5 separate regions of the Gossypium hirsutum genome follow, and all the other regions are linked to region 3. The links are chromatin contacts, called in public Hi-C maps. All regions are on one chromosome and are shown on one strand. The core of a region is the stretch at or near the end of the contact, and the rest is flanking DNA. Distances in the headings are between cores, read along the strand shown.

Region 1 (2,700 bases), core at 149-2,648, 310 kb after region 3:
AATTAGGGATTCAAGAGAAAAATATGAGAATTATGAGGAATGGAGGCTGATATTTAATTATTTTGACAAAAAAATTAGGGGTTGTAAGCAAAGAAAAAAAGAGGTTTAAGGATTCATTTTGAATCAACAGAGAAGATTTCAGAGAGTAGTTGATAGCAGGAAAGGACAGAGAACATATCAAGACAAAAACGATGTGACATTTTAATTTGGTTTTAATAGTGCCATTAAATTACTGGCCCTTAAAATCATGTTAAAGATTTTCAAAATGTAGTTCATTTGTTTTGATAAACGATTAAATTTGTGCATTTAACAATTATGAATATAACCAACATTAATGCAAACATGAAGCTTGCCCCCGCTCCATTCCCATTCATAATCCAACCACAGGTAGTCATACTATTATTTCAATTGTTTACATCGTCTAGTGTCGAAGGAAAAATGTAATACTGTAATTCTAGAAGTCTAACAACAAGCCATCTTTGTTAGAAGAAGCATTCCTACTGCTTGACAAACTCCATTGATCCGAAAATCCAACAGAAGTTTCAACTCTATTTCCACACTTAGCTACAGTCCTAACACTCTCAATCAATTCTTGAGTCCGAGCTTCCTGTGACAAAATTTCCAACAGCTGTTCTGGGGTGATCACTAACTTCACTTTCCAAAACCCATTGTCGTCATGCCTCGACAAAACATCCGTATGAGACCTCTTCAGTGTCCCCTGACCCTGATAATCACATGACATCCTGTAAGGCGCAACAAGAGATGCCGGGATGCTGTTCGACCTTAGATGGCCTTCTCGCACAATCTGGCCGCTATTACCTGAACCCTCTTTGCTGTTTAGTGGAAGTAGATAGTAGGATTTCCCAGGGAGGAGTTCTTCATGGTGAAACAGTGGTTTCCAAAAGAGATCTTGGCTTCGAAAAATGGCGTGCCCTGGGAACTCATCTGTGATGGTTCCTGCCGTAACGAGACCTGAAAACTCCATGACTCCACCATTTGATGTTATGACTTTGATCACTCCATCACCTTCCCCCAAGCCTCCAAACAAGCAGTTCCCCATCTTGTTGTCATACAACAAACAATCTCAAAGACCGTATGATCTTTTCTTGGTTTTTTATATGTTGAAATTGTAAATGGAGGAGTATTAAAGGGAGGGAAAGTTATGGAGCGAAAGAAAAAATATATCGTCGGTGGGATTCTTCTTTAGACCTTCCTCAATCCAACCATTGATAACACAAATCCAAAAAAAAAAGCATAAAGAAAAGAAAAAAAAAGAAAAAAAAGGAAGATATGCCACCACTATCATCATTAGGTTTATTAGTTAGTGGCCCAACAATTCATACATGGAAAGCAAGGTTTTCTAAAATCAAATATAATTTATTTTATTCCTACAATTATCTCAATGATATGAAAAATAAAAGAAGAGGATTTATTACTCTGTATTTGGCATGATAACATGGAAATAAATAAACCAAGCCTCATCAGTCATCACATCACTAGCAGCTCCTAAGATAAAATGGTGCGGCTAAGCCAACTCTTCGGTCTTTTGGGACCCATGTAGCCCGAGAATCCTAGAGATCAACAGACCCGAAAACAAACTGGACCTTGTTCTTTTTTACCGGATCTTGTTCTTAGTTTAAAGGTATAGTATAAGTTTTTACCGGTTTTTTATCAACTTTTTATTTTTAATTTTTTGAATTTGAGGTTTTTTAAAATATTTATTGATGCCCATACAAGATAAGTTCTAATATGTCTACATTAAGTATATGTGGACTCACATTGGTTATCACGTCAATATCGGTAAAAATTAATATTTTAGTTTGATATTTTTTTAATGGTTAAATTTAACTATAAAAAAGAATAAGAACTAAATTGATAAAAGATATAAATATTAAAGATTAAATTTATCATTATTCCTAGTTTAAATATACTAAAAAATGATATTATTCAAAAGAAAAATATGATTTAGTTATGTGTTTATTGCAACATAAATGGGGCAGATAAGCATTTAGACAGAAGCAAAAAAGCAATGGTCAATGAACAAAAAAACAGATCCATTCAAGCTTCTTTATCACTTTCTCGTCTATTTACTTTGACAGCTTTGGGAACTAAAGTTAAATATAAAAGAGACAAAAATTACACCGATGACCGATTTGTAGGGTTCTACAATGGTTTCTAAATGTAATACATTCTTTTTTCATAACAAATTATTAAATAAAAAATTGATGTAATCTCTCAAATTCGAGTCTAATGTTTAGGTCGAGTTGTAAGGTTACAATTGAAGTTATGAAATATGCATGCTAAGGTGATGTTAATACGAGAATTTTTTTTAGAATAACAAATATTTTTCAATCACGTTTTGAAGCCTTGATTGTTTCAAATTAAAGAGCTCACAAGTTGCCTATGGTGCTTGTGTCTAGCACATTTTTTTTCAAATAATATAATACCTCACGATATGGTGCAAGAAAAACTTTTCTATTTGCATAAGTAGTATCGACCTAATAATATTTGAGTTCACAATACAAATAATTTGTAGTTTTAATTATATAAACTTAATTCGGGAAAAAACTTATATTAGGTTATATTATATTAGGTTATATCCTTTTTATAATATGTAATTTAAATCAAAATAAAAATATAAATTTATAATATATAACCTTTATTAAAAAGGTTTTATAGATTATCCAAAATTTTTATTAC
Region 2 (2,700 bases), core at 160-2,659, 310 kb before region 3:
CACTCTTGACTGGATTTCCGGGTGAAGCACCATTCTCGCTAGTATCCACTCTATTAAAACCGCCACAGTGTCCGTTCCTCTAAATATCATCTCCTGCGTAATTAGGACAAAGCAATTAATTGTACTTAAAAGCTAAGAAAATGTACATATTATCGTAATCTAATCATCAAACTGATCCAAGATTCCATCTTCGACTGTTTTCCCATCACAGCTAGAAAGCAAAAAACCATGCCTATAAAAAAATAAAATAAAATTGCTTGCTTTGTTGCTTACCCAAAGTACGGCAATCATATCGTTGTCCGAGAGTCTATCAGGTCCAGTAAGAGAAAGTAAAACGTGCACGAAATCATGGTTTGTTGTCTCAGGTTGCAGTTTATGTTGTTGAATGATTCTACTCACAAACTTGTTCACTTTGGGAACAAGTTGGGTGCATCGAAGCCGGATTTTTTGAAGGTCTAAACCAGCGAGCCATGGGAGATGATCAGACCAATTGAGCTTCCCTAATAGGTCGTAACCTTCTTCGACAAGCTGGCTGAGTTGTTCAGTTTCAGTATTTGACGAACCAAGTTGATACTTGCTGCCAAACACCGAGCACATCATGTTGTTAAGAGATGCTTTCTTGAGTATATCCCGTACGGAGAATTCTCCGGTTCCACCCCGACATGCTATTATAGAACGCATTTGAGAGGCGATATCAGACCTCTGTGCCTCGGTGAAGCTGATTTGTTTAGGACAAAATAGATGTGTGGCAGCAATTCTTCTGAGGGTTCGCCAGTAAACCCCATAAGGAGCGAAACCAATGGCTCTGTTGAACATTAAACTGTATGCCGACTCTTTCACTGGACGATCAGCAAAAACGGAACTGTTAAGAATCTCTTTGGCTACATCAGGGTTGCATGTAACCATAACCCTTGTATCACCCAAGCTAAAGGCCATGAGCCGTTTAGCATCAAAACACTTAGCTGCTGCAGAAATTTTATGGTGAGCCAGATTAAGCATGATGTCCATGCTTCCCAGCACTGGGAAACCTCGTGGCCCTGGAATGATGTTATTGTGCTTCGTGGCACCTCTCTTGCGGAGCCAATGATACTTACCCCAGGCAGGGCCTCCAGGGTACAACCAAAAACAGAGGGTCATACCCAGCCAACCCATGCAAAGTAAAAGAAGAAGCCAAATGGAGTTTTGAGAGGAGAAAGTTTTGCATTTGGAAGCAATAAACAAAAGCCAAAAGCAATCAGAGTTGGTTTCCATGGAGATCAGGAAAATGGCGGATGATATTTTGTTTGTTTGTTTGTTTCCTCTTCTGGTTGAGACCATGAAATGAGAGCGTCGCTTATATAGAGATTTTTTTTTTTTTGTGGACTACAAGAGTAACGGTTAAACAGAAGCATTATGAGATATGCCACACGGATCGGCATATATCAACATTATAACGTAATTAAACAAAATCGAAAAGTTAAAATCGATATCATTGTGCGCCGCCACTAGCAAAACCGAAAACGAGGATTCATGAGCATGGGGCCCCTTGCATTCCCCACATTCGTTTCTTCTCGTGGGGTTCATTTTCTTGGAACACGTAAGCCCCTAGCTGCTACCATTCTATCTTTTTCGATCCACAGCTATCAAACCACTAATATCGAAGGCTAGTAGCAGTGTATTACTGGTAATAATTGAACAAGGCAGCCATTCCGATTCGCTATGTTAATGAATTTGGCATCGCTCTCAGAATTTAGGCATCGGCGGTGTATGTGGTGGTCCTGAGCGAGCCCTCCACTTCCAGGCCATATTAATCAAATATCATTCTTTTTCATACCCAATCATGTCGATGTAGTATCTTTCTCTTCTTTTTACTTCTTTTTTATAATCTCATGGACACAAAACTTTTACATGGTTATAAAAAAAATCATGAAAGTAACTCTTTAAGTTTTTCGAAAAAGAAATTAAAAGAACAAGAATCATTAAAACAAACTAGCAGCGGCATTGGTGAATGTTAATTAGTATTTGATTAAAATTAGCAAAATAAACAAGCATTTTTAAGATAGTTATATATATGGGGTGAGTTTGGATTTGGTGAATGTGTTTAGTTTATTTTTTGTCTCACGCTACAATATCGCTATAGTATTTAATATTGTCGCCGTTATTTTTATACTAACTACAAATAAACGCATCAGTCATCCAAACCCATTCATAATAATTAACTCAAGTGAGACCACCTTAAAAAATAAAGAAATATAATATCCCTTTAATTCTCTCCTCATGCAGTTTATTTGTCTCCTCATGTAGGATTTGTTTTTATGAAATATATGTTTTCTTGTAGAGAAATGATTCTTATATATTTATTAAAGGTGTGATATTTCATAAATGATATAATCAGTAAATATACTTCCTACTGAAAAATGTGAATTTGAACCATTTTGGCGATTTAAAACGTGGAAGTTGAGCGACACGCATTTGGAAATGAGAGTGGCCGAAAGATCTTGACGGCCCAACAAAGATCTTTGATGCTAAAGTAGTAGTTTTTATTCTTGTTTATTTTACAACAGAAGAAAAATCTTATGCGGGTGAGCTGAATAAAAGTTACTTGACGCTAACACGTGTGGAGACGTTGCTATCGTGCCCTTGAAATTGAAATGAACCCACGAATCTGGGGTGGATATAGCCGTACCCCACTATCGCGAGTACCGAATCCCACCCCACCCT
Region 3 (2,700 bases), core at 141-2,640:
TATTAGTGTTGTCAAAACCAGCAGCAGCAGAGGGTTCAATTTCAGTCAGCATATCGTCTATGGACTGGAAACATGGCTTGAAGCTTCGATGCTGATCAAAGTGTGGGGTATTGATGGGAAGGGCTGGGAGAGATTGGCTTTCCAGCCTTGGGAGGTGCATAAAACTTTCATGTAACCCATTGCTGATTCCTCCTGCGTTGTTCGCAACTAGCATTCTTAGATGATTGTTGGTGTTGGCGTTGGGAATGTTCAATGAATCGTTCTCCATCTTGCAAGTCCTTCCCATATAAAGAAAAAATTGATCTAAAACCCCGTCGTTGCCTGAACAAAGCATCTGCGTCTTGGAATCAAGGGAAGTAGAGGAGGAGCTTTTGGGACTCTCTAGGGTTTTCTGATAATTCTTCTTTCTAAATACACGGCAAACCACCCAGCCTTCTTCAGCCATAGAATCGCCAATGGGATTGGATGCCTGTAGCACCCATTTAATATTTTAATATAACCAAAAGAGATACGTACAAGAGGATATTTTTTGTTATATTATATACATACTAAGGTATTGTAAAGGAATGCTTACATTAGAGTGAAGGGAGTTGGTATCGTCAAGCCTGTACTCGTGCATAATCCAATCAGATTTTTGACCATGTGGAGCTCTTCCTTTATAAAAAACCAATGTCTTCCTCAACCCAATTCTTCTAAAGCTACTATAAATGATCTTGTCACGTCCAGTAGCTTTCCAGAACCCGGCAGCTGTTGCCCGATTCGTTCTGGTCCCCGTGGGGTATTTCTTGTCCTTGTGGCTGAAGAAGTACCAATCATTTTGTGGGGTGGATCCTATTCTGCACTTCTCTGCATATCATCAACAAACCCCATCAGGATTTCATTTTTTTTTTAAAAAAAAGAAGAAAAAGATGCAGTGTTTAGTAACGGCAATTTGTCAGTACGTACCTTGTATATCCCAGGGCTCAAGCTTGTTAAGATCAACTTCCCGAATAACATCCAGGTCTATCTTTTCATAAGCTACTTTCTTTCTGAGGTAATAGTGAAGAAGCTCCTCCTCTGTGGGATGAAATCTAAAACCGGGAGGGACCTGAGACTGACCATTTATTGATAGATTCATTTCTTCTGACATTACCCGATGATCTTCTCTTCTCGTCTTCAAGTGTGAAAGAAAATGAAAGAGATGGGCAAACGGGGAGGGAATAACAGAAAGATAAAAAGAAAAAGAAAGAGAGGAATGCGTAGAGATGGGGAGGGTGATGCAGCGATGATAATTTATAATGGTTAGGGCATGGAATGGTTGAAAGATGCATGGAAAAGTTTTGGTATGATGGTCATTGGTGTACTTTGGGCATGGGGTCTATGCCCTTGAAAAGACCCAACCACCTAAAAACTAGACATTATAGAAGGGGAGGAAATTAATGGGTGAATATATAGAGGGAAAGTAGGTCCCGTAATATTGGTGGGAAAAAAGGAACCATGGGCCCTACGCCCCAAAATATATGGGTTAGAAGTGTGAGAGCGGGGGGCACGCCCACATCCCAACTATGACCTTCGACCTTAATATCTATCTGAAAGCCACCTCTAAAACCACCTCCATTTTTTCTCAAGAATAAATAAAATAAAATATTCATAATGTATAATTTTAAACATTGTTAATTAATTTCATCATGTCATCTAATTATAAATTTTAATTATAATCAAATTCATTGAAACAAATGAAATATATAGAAACTCGTAAAAACCACCTCAACGACAAGAAATGAGGGATGATGGGGTCGGAGCCACTGAGCTTTCATGGTCCCCTAAACCAAGAAAGACATGATGCCCTTTGTGGCGACTTAGCGACCTTACACTGCGGGCTGGGTTTAACACCTTCGAATGTCAGATATTTTATTCTTTTTACTTGAGATCATTTTTTTGATATTACGTATTATTATGGTATAAATTTTTTTGATGAACGTGTGATATAAGGATAGATGGGTTTAATTTATACAAAAATAAAAATAAAAATAAAAGAGAGAGTAGAGAATGAATGTTTATAAACTTAGGTATATACAGTGTCACAATGTTGCATAAAAATAGAACCACGTGTTGAATACTATTTTGGTAAGTGAAATGGCCCAAAAACCTACATGTGGAAGATAGGAGGGAGAGGAGAAATGTGTTATAAAAATGCATGTTTTTCTGCTCCGTGCCTTTTGCTTTCTTTGATTTTACATGGCAACCGCTTAATCTTTAATTTGATTAGTCTCAAAAAGTATAACCACTGGTCATAAATTAATCTAATAATAATGAAAGAGAATGGTCATCATTATGAAGACGTAAAATTTGACCACAACCCACATGAGAGTTGCTCCGTATAGGGGAATCTAATTCATCACCTCCCTCAATTAATCTCATGTTCTATGTTTGATTTAGAGCACCTTTTTTTCTTTTTGGCCACATCACTCTTCCAATTAACAAAAAGGCATTATGTTTGCTATTAACGTGAGATGACAAGACAAGTAACAACACAAATAAAAAAAGTGAATTTCATTTCTCTTTTAACAATGAATTGCTCATTTTTAGGTTAATAATCTTAAGTTTTTATAGGGTAGAAAATTAAAATTTCTACAAGGGTGAAATTCTTAATTACATAAAAAAAAATTAAATGCAGTGATGCCATGTAATCCCCCCCTCTCTCTATATTTATAATCATTC
Region 4 (2,700 bases), core at 32-2,531, 410 kb after region 3:
AACCTCTTCTCTCTGGGCCATACTTGTCCTATTGTTTAATCTCCTTTTACCTTGATTGAAAATTTTCTTCTGAGAAAATACAAAATCCAGTGAACAAATCCATGAGATTAGATGATTCTCTCATCTACAATTGAGATTATGTATAACAAAAATTTGATAACATTTGGGAATTGAACCTTTAAATTTCATGCCACTTAAAATGTACATGAACCGTAGCCTCAACTAAAATTAACCAAAAGAAAAAACACATGAAATTTTCTTATGCAGAACGCACTCAATAATAAAACAGAAACTTTGAAAACCTTCATCCTTAAAACCCCAAACAAACAAATTTTATTCTTTTTTTTTATATGCTAATTTTCCTCCTTCAAGATGACTAAAATTCTTAATAAAAAACAGTAAACACAGCAATCAATCAACAAATGGGTTTTTGATGGCATACCCGCCTACCAGCACCATTTCCATTAGCATGACCATTCCTCGAGATGTTAGTGTTGTTTTGCAGAAAAGAGTTGTTAATGAAAAACCCTCCATTAAGTTCGTGGTTAGCAATTGAATGGGGCACGAACTCTTCAGCCATGGGGTTAAGCTTAGAGAACAGTTCTTGCAACTCTCTCATGTCTCTCTTGAAGCTATCCCCAACGTCATCCCCAGTACCACCATTGCTCATCTGTAAATCCCCACCGTTGGATCGATGATGGGGGGCACCGATCTTGTCGTATAACCCCTGATCGTTCTGGTGTAAGCTCGGATCAATTCTTGACCCAACATGGTTTTGCTTTGACTGATCCTGATCGTTTGATGCCACTGCTGTTGCAGCCGCATCTTGATTCGAACCATTCTCAACTACTGCCATGGCCTGATAATTATTCCCAAAAAAAAAAAATCTCTTTTATCGACTGATCAAGAAAAGGACCTGAAATTTATAAGCCCAAACATCAAAAAAAAAAAAGATGATTTTTTTTAAATGGCGTTGTGAAATGTAGGGAATATAAAAATGATAGAATCGTTTCGGAAACTAAGCCAAGGCTACATTCATCTCCATTGATGACGAGCAAAACTAAAAACCCACCTCGAGATCACTACGGAGAAAACGAAATGGAAATAAATAACAGCAGAAAACAAAGTAGAGCAGCCAAAAAAAAAAGGGATGATTTTCCTTTTCTTACAGTGTCTGTAACGCTGAGCTTAACCTTTTTTTTTTTTTTTTGAATTGTTTTCTATCTAAAAATTAGGGAATTTGGATCGTTTACTGAAATGTAAAAAAAGAAAAAAAATACATGTCTATGTATGACATGATATTGATGCATGTATGTAGGATGATACTTGGCGACATCCATCATGCGTCTGTACTATGACGTGTCGCGTAGTTATTGGCTGCTGGGCGTAACTTTTAACCATCATAACAGTGAGGCAGTGTTTCAGATTTTACAAGTGAATGAAGGGTGTTTTGGTAAATCAGTCCGATTCGCTAAACTTGGTTTGAAACAAATGTAAAAGATTTAGGTAGGTTTAGGTTGTATTAACGAGCAAAAATATAGCTGGGGACCCAAGTAAATAGGACTGACCAAAAATGCAGTAAAACTTTTGGCATTTAATTCTTTATGTATTTAATAATTCATAAAAAATCTTATTCTAAAAATAATAGTTCATATAATTTTTTTAATATTAAATAAATTATAATCATATTTATTAATATATCCAACACGGGTTAATTGCACCCTATACATTTAAATTGACTCAAATTTAAAATTGATCTCTAAATTTTAAAGCATTCTAATTGAGTTCTTAAAATATTAGTATTGTATCAATTATGTCTTTATATCAATTTAATATTGTAGAAATATGTTGTAATTAAAATTTAAAAGGGTTATTTGTTTTCTTGAAATAATATCAAGAATAAAACATCATGTTTACTTTTACAAATGTCATTCCTACAAGGCTTTTTTAGGTTTTTTTTTCCTGCAAAACATCATCTTAACATCATAATGACCCTTGAAACTTATCAAATTTATTGAGGACCTTTCACTTTAAAATTATATTTTAAAATAGTATGTTATTTTTTAAAATTATAAAAATATTTGAAATGTTAGATTATTTTAAAATATGAAAACTTTAAATTTAATTGTTAAAAGAAATTATAGCATTTTTTTTAATATGAAACATACAAATTATTTTTTTCAAGAAAAATGTTAGATTGCTCATTATTAAAAAGATAGCACCAAAACATAAATCAATGACAAAACCCATAAAGCCCAAATTAAACACCTTCCTAACCAAAAATCCTTAAAACAAAATGCCCCAAGGCCGTATCAGCCTAAAAGCCCTTATCTTAAACTTAATCCCACATTTTTCCTAAAACCCTAAGACAAAGCCGCAACCATCCACCAAAACTTGTTGGTCACTTTCCCTCACTTCTCTTTTAACTTTATCATTTCCCATGTTCTGACCGACTTTTCTAGAACTCTGTTTCTTAGGGCATCCCAGCCATGGCCAAGTTCTCTTCACCGATCCGATTCCATTTATGGATCTGCCCATACTAAAATGCCTTTACTGAGTTCTTATTGTTTCCATTCCATTTTCCCAAGTCGTTCTTCTTCAGCATCTACCTCTCTGACCCACTCACTTTGTTGTTCCTGGACTTTGCTTCAGATGTATTGTCTCTTTCGATCCCCGCATATTGTTCTTCCTTTTCACTGA
Region 5 (2,700 bases), core at 11-2,510, 380 kb before region 3:
CATTATTTTGGTAGGACTGACGTTGCTTGTTTTCTTGACTGAAGCATATATAAATCATGGAGTAGACAATGGTATCATTCACAAGCAGAAGAAACAAGGATCACATCATATTTATTCCAACAAGACTAGGAAACCTTTACTGCATGAATGGCGGCATATGAAAAAGAACATAAACTGAATTCTATAAAGTGCAAAATCCCAAAACCAAGGGTTCCTTCATCGAAGTTGGAAAAGATTAAGATTACAATTGATGCCGAACTTGAAATTCAGAACTAATTTAATGACTCAAAAGCAGGAAAAAAAATCTAATTGCATCTGAAGTTCAAAGATAACGAGCTTCTAACATAACAATCACGTTCAAGAGTAATGGAAGACCTTTGATCGGAGAACAGTTGCTCATCCATGCAATTAATGAAAATGAACTCGTAGACTAAAAGGAAGAGTACGCCTTAATTGCATCTAGTAGTTTGCCAATAGACAATCAAGAATCAAAATTCTGTAACTTCTCTATTCGGGATATAAAAGAGAAACAGCATAATTTTAGGTTCAGTTGAAACTCGAAGAATTCTCCACATTTAATTGAGGAGACGAATCAACGGGGAGCTTCAAAGATCGAAAGATTTGTACGTTGAAATCTCGTTAAATCCAATTACAAATTAAAGAGTGTAATTTTTTGATCAACTGAAACTCGAAAAGAAAAGGAAAAAAGAAAGTACCTGTAAGGAGACCCTGCATCATCTTCGTCGCTTTTCAACTCACTTAGCAATTCTCTCATCGTGAAAGTCCGGTTCTCCTCATCTTTACGCCGCCCTGGAGGAGCAACTTGGTCGGTTGAAGCTTGTTTGGTCGTCTCATTCGATTGGATCGAGCTCTCATTGTTCGGCTCCGGCTTCGGATCGGCATCAGTTACTACAGGTTCCGGTTTCAGTTCCTCTTCCGGTTGTTGTTCAGGTTGAGATTCTACTTTCAATTCCGATTCCGGTTCGGGTTCGGGTCGGGGTTGTGGCTGGAAACCATTTTGAAGTTCGGATCCCTCAGTCGTTTCGGACATAGCGTTGAGCGAGAGATTTGCGTGCAACGCCAAAGCCGAATCCAAGAAGATCTGAAAGATATATCAAGAAGAGAGAGAACAAGAAAATATAGCGTGTTGAAGCCAAGGTCCAATGCAAAAAAGGAAGTTACTTCAGCCGGGCCGTAAGAAGTCGCAGTAAAAGTAAAACATGGTAAGCTACTATGTAAGAGTACAACTGTTATCTTCAAATGCCAAGATTCCTCCCTCATTACTAAATTTTAATGTATTGAAACCTATGGTCGCAGGGTACTGTTGACCATTTTCCGAAATAATGATTATTAAAAAACCTAAATTTTGAACACGATATTAAGCTTAAAAAATATATAATTAAGTTGGTTTAAAAAAATGATTCGGGCATAGCTTTTTATATTCAAAACCAAAATACAACATTTCTTGTGTAATTTATATGATGGCAAATGAAATATACTTATAATTTAAATATTAATTTTTTTAGAAATTTAATTAAAAATATATAATAGTTATAATTATATAATCGTTAAATATTAAATAAAAAATTATTTTTTAAAATAAATAATATATATATATATATATATGAAAGTGCAAAAGAGTTTAAATGAATTATTTATAAATATGGGTGAGTTTAGTTAAAATTTAAAATTCATATTTTTTCTAAGTTAAAATTGAGAAATTATTATAATATTAATATTATAAGCCTAATTCAAGCTCAACTCAACCCATAAATTCCTTTATGGAACATAAATTCCTTTATGGAAGTAATATTGTTTATGTAAGATTTTTACTTAAGAAGCATTTGTTTCATGAAAAATTATTTATCAAATTTTTTTTTCATAATTTTGTGTTTGGTCAATGACAAATAACGTGATGGATGAAGTTAATTAGTCAATTACAATAAACCCTTTTTTATGCAAGTTGTCTTCTTTTAAGAATTTTTTGAAAAAAACTCAATTATAAATAAAAAGTTTTTAGATAATAATTTACTTGAACCGAGCTAAATATTAATATATTATAATACAATTTTATTTTTAAATTTTAGAAATGCTAAACTATTGATCTCAAATTATACTTTTCAATATTATTAAATATATATTTATATTTACATTTAATAGTACATAATAAATTATTAATATAGTTAAATTATTTATTATTTTAATTAAATTATTTAATATTAAATAAATTATAATAATAATAATAAATTTAAATTTAGAAAATATTCTTACTATACTGTTAAAAATTTTATATTAATATTTTAATAATAATTATATGAAATATGATTTATAAATATTTAGCGATGTTTTACAATATAAATATGAATATTAATAATATAAATATGAGTATTTTTTAAAACTTTACTTACTTTCATTTATTCCTTCCAATTTTAATGAATTATTATCCATATCACACATATAACTTTAAGTTTAAGTTTTAATTAGTCATTGATTATTATTAAGCCTATAAAGATAGGGTAAACTATAAAAATGGTCACTTTTGTTTGCCTTAAATTACATATTAGTCACTTATGTTTGAAATGTTATGTTTTAGTCACTTATGTTATTGTTTTGTTACGAAGTGGTCACTTTACCGTTAAACTCTGTTACCTCCTTAACGACAGTCCTACATGGTAGTCTAAATGGGTTTTAAATGCCAAC

The links. A called contact is a pair of places that touch in the nucleus more often than the background predicts.
Region 1: a contact with region 3 is called in a Hi-C map of leaf, with 1.7 times the contacts expected there. The contact joins the promoter of LOC107911770 here to the promoter of LOC107911695 in region 3. A contact is called at or near these places in 8 of 34 Hi-C or Micro-C datasets (anther, callus, hypocotyl and 2 more).
Region 2: a Hi-C map of leaf shows a contact between it and region 3, with 1.5 times the contacts expected there. The contact joins the promoter of LOC107911625 here to the promoter of LOC107911695 in region 3. A contact is called at or near these places in 4 of 34 Hi-C or Micro-C datasets (all in leaf).
Region 4: a Hi-C map of leaf shows a contact between it and region 3, with 3 times the contacts expected there. The contact joins the promoter of LOC107911784 here to the promoter of LOC107911695 in region 3. A contact is called at or near these places in 13 of 34 Hi-C or Micro-C datasets (anther, callus, hypocotyl and 3 more).
Region 5: a Hi-C map of leaf shows a contact between it and region 3, with 1.6 times the contacts expected there. The contact joins the promoter of LOC107911608 here to the promoter of LOC107911695 in region 3. A contact is called at or near these places in 2 of 34 Hi-C or Micro-C datasets (both in leaf).

What each region holds. Positions count from the first base shown.
Region 1 is chrD08:40,120,369-40,123,068 of Gossypium_hirsutum_v2.1, reverse strand. It overlaps LOC107911770, which reads right to left and starts at 1,398. Exons shown (of 1, transcript XM_016839694.2): 1 at 334-1,398. The coding sequence starts at 1,060. The coding sequence ends at 455.
Region 2 is chrD08:40,741,360-40,744,059 of Gossypium_hirsutum_v2.1, reverse strand. LOC107911625 (cytochrome P450 78A3) reads right to left here and starts at 1,409. Exons shown (of 2, transcript XM_016839492.2): 1 at 274-1,409; 2 at 1-93. The coding sequence starts at 1,317.
Region 3 is chrD08:40,431,012-40,433,711 of Gossypium_hirsutum_v2.1, reverse strand. It overlaps LOC107911695 (NAC domain-containing protein 43), which reads right to left and starts at 1,390. Exons shown (of 3, transcript XM_016839581.2): 1 at 946-1,390; 2 at 575-846; 3 at 1-469. The coding sequence starts at 1,129.
Region 4 is chrD08:40,018,145-40,020,844 of Gossypium_hirsutum_v2.1, reverse strand. LOC107911784 (polyadenylate-binding protein-interacting protein 11) reads right to left here and starts at 1,281. Exons shown (of 11, transcript XM_016839737.2): 1 at 1,170-1,281; 2 at 443-859; 3 at 1-69. The coding sequence starts at 856.
Region 5 is chrD08:40,814,725-40,817,424 of Gossypium_hirsutum_v2.1, reverse strand. It overlaps LOC107911608 (protein HLB1), which reads right to left and starts at 1,260. Exons shown (of 14, transcript XM_016839475.2): 1 at 717-1,260; 2 at 1-38. The coding sequence starts at 1,051.